2 separate regions of the Triticum aestivum genome follow, and region 2 is linked to region 1. Evidence: chromatin contacts called from public Hi-C data. All regions are on one chromosome and are shown on one strand. The core of a region is the stretch at or near the end of the contact, and the rest is flanking DNA. Distances in the headings are between cores, read along the strand shown.

Region 1 (4,912 bases), core at 187-2,686:
AGGAAGAGGAAGAAACAAATCGGCAGCTCGTTTGTGTTGTTTGCTCACCTGGTCGAGGGCGGAGGGGTTCTTCTCGAAGTGGAAGGTGGAAATGAGGATGGCGAGCGCGTGGACGTGGTTGACGGTGACCCCGAACTGCTCCTGCAGCATCCTGGCCCGCTCCTCGCACATGCTGACGAGCCGCTCCTCGGCGCGCTCCATGGTCTCCCGGCGCAGCTGCCAGTGCACGGCGGCCGAGCAGGCGACCGCCGCCACCAGCCAGGCCACCGCCGCCAGGCGCCTCCAGCCCCTCCTGGCCGCGTACTTGCCCATCCCCACCCTGCCCCCCTTCTCCTCCATGGCTTCCCCCAATTTACTACTACTCCCCATCCCGCACAATGCGCACCATATGCTTGTGGGAATGCGCGACGACCGCCGGCCCCGGCCCCAGCGAAAGCAGGCGCGCACTGGTACCCAGAAGAAAAACAAGCGAGAGAGCGGGAGCGCGGCGCGGAGGGGTTGGGCGGAGGAGGCGGCGAGCGGGGGCAGGGGCGGCCTCAAAAGAGCCGAGCTTTCGCGAGTTCCCAGCCGAGACAGCGGCGCTAAAATAATTAGCTAGCCCGCCCGCTCGCTAAACCGCATTAATAAAATCCGCAGCGGCAGCGCCTCTTTACTCCAGTGCTCCTCCCCTACCTCCGGCTGGCGGGTGGGCGGGCGGGCTCGCCGTTGGCTGGCGCGGCTGCCGAAGCCAATTAAAAATTGGGGAGGAATCGCACCAGGCTCGCTCGCTAGCTCTACTAGCTTTTTCTGTGCCGGAAATATTCTGGACAAAGGCCCGCCGCGTGGCGTGGCGTCCCCCGGCAAGCCAATTGAGCGGCGCTCGCCTCGCAGCCACAGGCCCGGCCTCCTGCGATGCTGGAGCGGCTCACGAAGCGCGGGCGAGCGAGCGAGCTAGCTAGCCTCGGGCGGCGGCGTGTAGGGGCTCTTTTTGGTGGGTGGGTGGAATTGGGAGGGCGAAAGGCTGGCGGAGATCGACGGCCGCGCGGCGGCAGCAGCGGCGGAGCTGGGCAGGCGCTGCCGCTGCGGCCTACTCCTGCTGCTGATCTGCTGTAGGCTGGAGAGAGCTACGGGTGATGGGCAGTGGGGGCTCGGTGGTGGCGATCCCGCGACGGCGACCGTGGCGAGGGAGGAGGGAACCAACCAGGCAGGCCAGACGAGAGGGAGGGAGGGAGAGGAAGAAGCCGGGTGGGGTGGCTGCGGCTGCGGCTGCGGCTGCTAGCGAGCGAGGTAGAGCCAGCCAGTAGGGGGTGCCAGGCCAGCGCGCGGACGAGCGCGGGGCGCGGGGGCGGAGTGCGGGGCGGCCGAACCCACCCGTGGTCCGTCCCCGTCTGATCCACACACACACACGGACACGGCCAGAAGCAGAACTGCAGAAGCAAAGCGAAATGAACGGCCGGCCCCCTACATCGGTCTCGGATGGCTCTCCTTTTTGTTCCCTTGTTCACCTCGTCGCCCTCCTGGGCTCCGCCGGCTGAAGACAGCGTGGTTTGGTTTGGTCTGGTTTGGTTTCCTTCCTCCATCGACACGCAAGCTAAAGTTGTCTCACTACAGCGATGGGTGGCGCGATCAGGCCGGTCGCCTCGCGAGAAGACGATGGCGTCGTGTCATGATGTGTGCGGGTTTTCATACATGATTGGACGTCAAAATGTTCAAACACGGGGAATTATATCCGTCCAATGAAATGTACAGCGTGTCGCCGCCACCTTCGCAGCCATCTGCCCCCTCCCGCCTCATCGCCATCAGAGGCCAGCGTCGGGCGAAGCTCGTGCGGAGGCCAAGGATGGCGGCGGGGCTCCACCTCTGTCTTCGTCGTTGAGCGGTAGATCACCTGGCGGTGGCTTTGGGCTGCGGCAAGGGCGGTCGGCTCCAGGCGTCCACATCTTCATCCGGCACAACAATTCAGACAATAGAGCATCCCCACTACGACCTCCAGCCTCAAGTGCGACGACCATCCTCCTACATCACATGTCACGGCGGGGCGTTGATCGTGGCGGACCCCTTGGGCGACGAGCAGTTGTCTTGGTGTTTCGATGGTGGGGGGGGGGGGGCAAGGAGTGCTGGCAAAAGTCAAGGGCGTCGCTCACTTGTTGAAGGCGTTGACATGCAATCCTTGACTCCGCTCCCAAAATGCTTTGAGGGAAACCCTAGGCCTGGATTTGCCTGGATCGAATGATAGCGGCGCTCAGCTCGTATTCCCCATTGGAGGCATCGTTTTGAAGTTAGGCCTTTTTAGACAATAATGATGACTGGTGGCGTTTTTGCTGATTTCTTTTGTGTTGCCGAGTTACGATGATGTTGGTCAGCGGTGCGGATGGTCAGGTGAAGCGGGACGCAAAGTAGTGGCAACTGATTGCAACCATGGCGGTGAAGTGAAGAATCGTGTTGTAATGCTTTTTTTAGGGGGGGAGGGGTATGTCTAGATTCATCACCAACATACACTTGCGGGGCGGAGATGTGGGACCATCGGGTGCCTTCAATGTGAGATTTTGGCGGTATTGTCTCTTCTCGCCAGTTTGATCTGCAACTAACATAATTCATATGCCGACAGATGTTCTAGGCTCCGCGTATGACTCTTGGAAATTGGATTGTTTCAGTAGTGTAACCATGGTTTTTAGTCTACGTGGTTGAGTCCATGTTTGGATTGTGCGAGCTTGTATTATTTTTCGGTGGCTCAACAACTTCTCGGTATGGATCATCGTTGCTTTTTTTTAGTTCGCATAATCATAGCTACGATCATGTATTGGTGTTTGCTTTTCCTGGCTGCTATCTTATAAGTCAATAGAAACGCCTTCTTCATAAAAAAAAACCACACAAAAGAAGCCAATAGAAACACTCCCTTTACAAAACAAAAAGTACAGCGTGATAGTGTCGATGATGTTGGCTGGGTCAAGTTCGACGGAGATAGTGGCGGCTAATTGCAATCTTGACGTTGTACTAAAGGTTTGTGTTGTATTATTTAGGGTGGTGACTATGCCTAGATTCACCAACAGCATACACGTGCACATCGGATCGTGCGGTGTCTTGAATGTGAGATTTTGACAGTATTGTCTCCTCTTGCCAGTTTGATCTACGACCAGTGTGTACCAGCGGAAGTTCCCTCTGCGAATGACTCTTGACATCCCGGTTGCTTGCCTGGTGTGTGCATGGTTTCGAATTTGTATGGTTGTGTTCACTTTCAGATCGTGCGTGCTTGCATCATATGTGTCCACTTTTGGATCGCCCACAGAAGAAATGCAGATTGAAAGAAAAAAAACTACAATAATCATGCATTTAGAACCAGGCCAGGCCAGAGTTATTGGAACAGAAGATAGCATGCAAGGTAGGTAACAATACAAAGTGATCTAGTATAACACAAAGACAAATACACTTCGGACTAACGACACTGAAAATAAAGTGGAGCATAGCTAAGTGCAGTGGAATATCAAAGTCATCAGAAAAAGTCTTCAGAGAGGAGAGGGTTTTAATTCTTCAGAAAATGCAAGTTACACAAAATAAACAAAAATAAAGAATATGAAACGAGAGACTCGGTGAAGAAAATCGATTTGTTGCACCGATTCGAGTTGTTGTGATAACTCTAAGTCTGGTTGGAGAGGTTGAGAATTAACTTAGAAGACCAAGTCACCACCATATTCTCCTTGAGCTAAGATCACTTAGACCTCGCATAATCACTTGTGGTAGATCTTTAATCTATATCTCTGAACCTTCATGTACTCGTTCTTCGGCAATTCACAATGGCTGTTGGATGCTCTGATCTAATGCCTAACCTAACCGTCTGAAAGATCAGTGTCTTCAAGAGTAACAAGTCTCCGGTTCATTCGAACATATTCTTAGTGACACTCAATCACTTTGGATATTAGGTACGATGTCTTTCCTCACTAGGATCGACTCAAATGCGGTGGAGAGGGCTGGCTCAGCCGGGGGTTGCAACTCGAGGTCCGTTATGACGTTGGACGGGACAGGCTTGCCAACCAGCTATCGCCAACGAGGCAACGGTCGAAAATTTGAACTCTCAAATTCCTCACAGTGGAAGTACCAAACTGCTGGTTTTCTAACTCTTAAGAGAGGACTTTGACTAAAGCGTCCCAAACACTGTCGTCTCAGACACCGAAGAAAAGGGCACTCACTCGAAGACAATTCCAAAGTTTTCACTTGAAGAAATAGGCTTCGATTGAGCACACTTCGAAATATTGTCTTTGCATCAATTGGACTCTTAACCAATGTATAGTCACAAACACATGTATAGTCACAAACACATTAGTCTCTTAACCAATTTTGTCAGCAATACCCCAAAACCACAAAGGAGGCACTATATGCACTTGCAGCCATCATGATCTTTTGCGTGGTTATTGATATTGATCGTGTGCATTTTAATTGTGCAGAGGCCGGGTATATATATATATATGCCACATTATAAGCCAAACAAAAAAACCTTATATAAAACACAAAGTACAACGCGATGCCCTCCCAAAGAGGGTGATTGAGATTTTGGAGTGCAAGCTTGTGGGGCTTTTCGGTGCCCAGGCTCATCTGCACCCGGTTAGAAAAAAATCGTAAGAATATCAAAAAAATTCAAAAAATCCAAAAAAAAAATCTATGGTAGAAAATTTGACGTGTGAGGCCCGCTCAAAATTGCAAGTAATTTTGGCATCTGAGCAGCTCTCAGCGAAAAAGACAAATCGGGCCAAAACAATACATGAACACTAAACTTTTTTACAAACCCTCAATTTGTCTTTTTTGCTGAGAGCTGCTCAGGTGTCCAAATGACTTAAAATTTGGAGCGGGGTTCGCGCATCAAATTTTCTACGGCCAACTTTTTTGGATTTTTTTTATTTTTTCTAGTATTTGTTTTGAATTTTTTTTGTCAAAGCGGGTG
Region 2 (5,078 bases), core at 1,166-3,665, 390 kb after region 1:
CGAGGGGCGAAACCGAATCCCGCCGCCGCACCTTCCTCCTCCTTGATCTCCCCTCGCCGCCACCGGAGGCAGCCGTCGGGCCATCTTGGTGTGCTGCTGATGATGGTGGCGGCGGGGTCCTCGCTGCCTCGCCTCGCGCGCGGGGGGCTGCGGGATCTGGGGCGGCGGCCCGTCTGGTGTGGCGCCTCCAGCCCTTTGGCTCCTGGTGGCGCGGGCGTGGGCCGGCTGTCTTGACCGTGAGGACGGTGAGACCTCCGGAGGATGCGGATCTGGGCCCGGCGTCGGCTCCGGCTTCCGCAGTGTCAGATCTGGCCGCCTCCACACCAACTCTCCAGCGGCGTGCTCCTCTCCCCTCCAGATCCGGTCTGCTACGACATGGGGGGCTGGTTTCGGTGGGTGGGAGCGGATGGAGGGGTTCCAGGACCGGGGGAAACCCCTAGCCAGCCTTGCTGGCGCGACGGCGGCGACGCCCGTGGGCGCCGCTCACCTCCTTGGAGGCATCGGTCAGGTCCTGTCCTCCCCATCCCATGCCCCCTTGCTTCCCGGGTGAAAACCCAAACTTTGTTGGACGACGGCGACGCCCTAGGCGCCGTAATCTTCTTGAAGACGCCGTTTTTGGGAACAAGTGGGGCGGCGGGCTTCGGGGTGGTGCGGTTTGGGGTGCGGCGGCGGCGACAGCAAGTCTCCAGCGGCAGCCATGCCTTCCCTGGTGCGGGGTTCTGTTATGGTGGTGCTCTTCGTGCGGCTTTGAGGGCCTCCGGTGCCGTGGATCTCCAGGAAGGGAGGGGATAGGGTTCCCCTCCTCCGGTGGTTTTCCCTCTCCAGCTCGCCGAGAGTGCCGAGCTTCTGAGTTTTGGTCTTGGCCCTTGCTGTTGCCCTTCATCCTGGCAGCTCACCCTCTTTCTCGCCCGATCTTCGGTTTTGGGGCTGCTTGGCTCTAGGTGAGTCGCCGTCGACATGTGAGGAACGCCTGGTTCCGCTCCTGTGGCTTCCTTGGGTGCCATTCAGATAGGTTCTAGGGTGAACTAGCCCATCGCTCAACGGTGCGGCGCCTTTCGAGCCAGGCAAGGAGGCAGGGGCCTTCTTTGACGATGGCACTGTCTGACTGTGCTCTCCACAAGCCCCTGGTGTTCGGGCAATGGCATGCCTCTCATCGTCGTCGGTTCCTTGCCCTAAGCTGGCAGTTGCCTTCCCCTTGGTTGCGTGTGTGCAAGAGGTCCCTAGCATCTCCTAGCTATTAGCTTCATGTTGATCTGGTATATAGCTGGTTGTGTGCTATGTGAGCTGTCTCCCAGCGCCTTTGTATCTTTGCCATGTTTTTTCCTTTTCTTTATGTGGTTCGTGGTTCTTATCTCTGTAATCCTGCCCGGTTGATGGCTTTGTTAATTCAAAGCCGGGCTCTTCTTAAGTCTTCGTTCTAAAAAGAAACACACAAGTCAAGCTGGTGAATGTAGAACAAACCGAACCCATACCAGTAGTAGCATAGTGTAGCAGCACTAAAAAATACTCCCTCCGTTACTAAATATAAGTCTTTGTAGGGATTTCACTAGATGGATTACATACGAAGCAAAATGAATAAATCTACACTTAGAATGCATCTATATACATCCGTATGTACTTCATAATGAAATCTCTACAAAGACTTATATTTTGGAACGGAGGGAGGGAGTAGTCCAGAGGTCAAAATGATGGCGCCAGCTTCTCAACCCTGACAGAGTTGCGTCTCCGAGCACTGACACGACACTGCCCACCCAGTTTTAAATTTCCCATCAGCAAAGCAACACAACGCATTCGCTCGTTCGTTCAGACTTCAGACACACCAACCCCATTTCTTTAAGCCTTCTTTAGCAAGCCTTCCTCTCCCCTCCCAATTGATTTCGTTTCCCCCCATCCGCCGCCCCCGATTTCTTTATCCCGGCGCGGGCCGATAAAGCCCCACCCATCGCCATGATTGAGAGCCCCTCCCCGGCCTGCGCGTCAGTGCATGCCATGCCATGCCAATGCGTGGGTGGTGCTCGCTTGCGACCAGGAGACGACGGGCTGCTGCCGGCTTTTCCCCACCGGCGCAAAAGCTCCTTCCTGATCTGGCTACCCGGGCTCGCATGGCAGCCAGCGGCAGCGGCAAGGGCAGCCAGTCAGGCCAGCCAGCGGCGGCAGCGCTGCGCCACTGCGCCGCGTGCTGACATCTGCGGTCAGGCAGGCCGGGAAGGCTTTCATGTGATGCCACCAGTACGGTGGTTCATTTTATTTTTCATTGCCTTTCTCTTGCTTCAGCCGATCAGCATATTTATGTGGGGCAGTGCGTGCATGCCATGATGATGGATCGACGGAGGCATCGCCGCGCCAACGCAAACGCTGCGCGGGGGTGCGCGTACCAGGACGGCGGGTGGGGTACTTGGCATTGACCTTAACCACGGCCCTACGTGGGCGGACAGGGCTGGTGTCGTGCGCATGCATGCAACACTTGCGTACGCTCGGTACAGAGGGACGACGCGTCGACTTTTCTCTGCGTGCCTACGTACTTGCTGAGGGAGATCTTGCACAAGGCCGCCCGTACGGACGCGATATATGGCAAGTTGACAGATGGAGTAACTGTGATCGGTCGTACCTTTTTTTTTGAGTCCAAACACACTCTCATTTATTGATCAATATCCAAATACATAGGAATACAAGATAAATCCGAGGGATTAAGTAGCCAGAGATGGCGTCCCGGAAAGAGTCCCAAAGTGTGTTTGGCAAGGCTGTGCGCCTCAAAGTTTGTCTCGCGTCCTTTGAAGATGAAGGAGCATGCTGAAAACTGTGAACCTCGGGAGATGATCTCTTTAACAATGCTCGCGTAACGGCCGCCCCTGCCCTTGTGTATGTCCGCGACAAGCTCCTTGCAATCTGAGGCTGTGTAAAATGCGCTCCAGGGCCCACCGCCCAACTTGTTTCAGTTCCCGTCGCAAGAAGACGATCATGTCTGGTCTAGACACAAGAGACGAGCCACTCCTGACTCCTGCAACACATAACTTTGTTGCTCCTTTAACATTAAGCACGCAATTAAGGAACAGAACGAGGACATACGTACGTACTGCCAATTAACTCCTGCAGCCATTGAAGCGGGCATTACAGTGTCACCTCTGTCTGTGTAGTAGAGTAGTAGTAGTACCCAGTACCCACGGGGCCCTGGAAATATACGTAGAGCCGCGGTATCCAGCACGTCCGGCCGGCGTAGCTGCACTACTACGCCGGATTATTATATTGTGTCGGATGAGATGATAGACAAGTCACATGCATGCTGCGTGCGTACCAGGTGACGTGCCTGCCGCATTGACTAGCCACAGCAGCTATCTAGGCACCTATCTAGACCCCGGACACATACGGAAAACAAACGATCGCATCACGCTTCTGCGCCCTCCTGTCCGCACACCGGCCGAGCTTCTGGGCGAAGGCTGCTCCTCCCGTCATGCGACGCAACGAGAACGAATAAGAAAAGAAAAGGATGATGCAGAGCACGCATAAAAAAGAGAGGAGGGAATTGTCTGCATGTATGATCATACAGTGATAAGCCTGTAGAGCGGAGTAGACGTCGTCCAGCTGCATGCGACGCTCGTCAGGAGGCATGGCACTGTACCTGTGCCTGTACCTGTAGTCGATGTCGACCATCAAAGCATGCGTCCGTCGGTCAGGCGAGCTGTCAGATAGGTACTGTACGTGCTACGTGCCTAGGCGCGTAGGGGAGTTGCATAGATCGATCTCGGCTCGTGATAGTGTGTTGCCTTGAGATATGATGAAGCATGTGTCATGTCCCATCGTGTCCTGGGCTGTAGATGTGCGGTCTCGATCGATCCTCTACAGTGTTTCCGGGGTCAAGTTGCACCAAAAGCCCCAGGGCTTGTTTCAAAAAAGAAAAAAAGGGGCTGCAAACGATTCACCGGCAACGAGCAATGTAGATTCGGCGGGAGGTGCTGCTTCGAACCACCTGAATCCAAAAATTGGCCACCTTACGAATTCACAATCAAAAACAGCAGAAGAAAAGGGAACAACATACTGCTTTGTTTGAGTCGAGATCGAAAGTACTCCATGCATGACATCTTGCTGCACGATTGCTAATCGTACGGCTTGTTGTAATTTGGCGCGGTGCCATCCGGAGTGTCGTCCACATTTTGTGCGTGAAGTGTGGTGTGTGTAGCAGCGTTCAATCGAGATCGACAGTTGTTCCTCGCGTTCTTTGGTTTGCGGATAAACCGACCCATGAGATAACGGAAAGGCTCTGTTGAGGCCGGATATTACTCATTATGTTTTGTGTGTGTCCGAATGAAAGTGTCTTTTATCAAAAAAATTGCAAGGAATATTTGGGTGTTGACTGTTGTGATGTGTTACTTTTCTTTCTTTTGGGAAGTTGAGATTTTTTTTTTTTTTGAGGAATTGAGATTTTTTGTCATGAGCAAAATTTTGGTGGTTCCTATTTGACGCTCGCGTGCGTCGAGGAGACGTGGCTTCGCTGAAGCGCGGGAGTAGCTGTGCGCGATGGGCCGGCCCACTTCGCTAGTTAATGCAGTCCCAGCCAAACCGGTTTTGGGAACCTTCTAGAAGGTTCCCTAAACCGGTTTCTTTTTTTTTCTCTTTTGCCGGTTTTCTGTTCTTCTGTTTCTTCATTCTATTCTTCTTCAGTTCATTAATTATGTTTCTTTTTCTTTTTTACTCCTCTTCTTATTTTATCCTTTTTTGTCCTTTGTTTCAAAAAAGTTTAATATTTCGTATTTTCTTCATGATTTCACAAAAATTATGTTTTTTAAATTTTGTTCACAATTCAAAATTTGTTCAGCATACATTACAGAAATGTTCAATGTATTTTTTAAATTTTGTTCGGTGTATATCACAAAAATGTCAGTATGTATTTAAAATTGTTCAGCATATAATACAGAAATGTTAAATGTATTTAAAAAATGTTCATCTTTTTGGAATGTCGAAATTTTTGTTCAACTTTTTAATAATTATTCGCGTTTGAAAAGTTTGTTAAAATTTGAAAAATTGTTCATGGTTTGAAAAAGGGTTTCGCGTTTGTCAAATTTTGTTCAGAATTTTCAATTTTT

Evidence for each region. Hi-C and Micro-C count contacts between places; a contact is called where the count stands out from the background.
Region 2: a Hi-C map of leaf shows a contact between it and region 1, with 7 times the contacts expected there. The contact joins the enhancer-like site here to the promoter of LOC123138293 in region 1. A contact is called at or near these places in 3 of 5 Hi-C or Micro-C datasets (leaf and an unstated tissue) and 1 of 1 datasets of contacts at active chromatin or transcription factors (leaf).

What each region holds. Positions count from the first base shown.
Region 1 is chr6B:611,771,003-611,775,914 of IWGSC CS RefSeq v2.1, forward strand. It overlaps LOC123138293 (probable histidine kinase 6), which reads right to left and starts at 1,437. Exons shown (of 11, transcript XM_044558242.1): 1 at 49-1,437. The coding sequence starts at 369.
Region 2 is chr6B:612,163,531-612,168,608 of IWGSC CS RefSeq v2.1, forward strand. No RefSeq gene overlaps it. Among protein-coding and RNA genes, the nearest start is that of LOC123134553, 12 kb to the right of the region's middle. Within about 2 kb of position 2,416, at least 3 of the 8 cell types and tissues checked have an H3K27ac peak or open chromatin away from gene starts, as enhancers often do.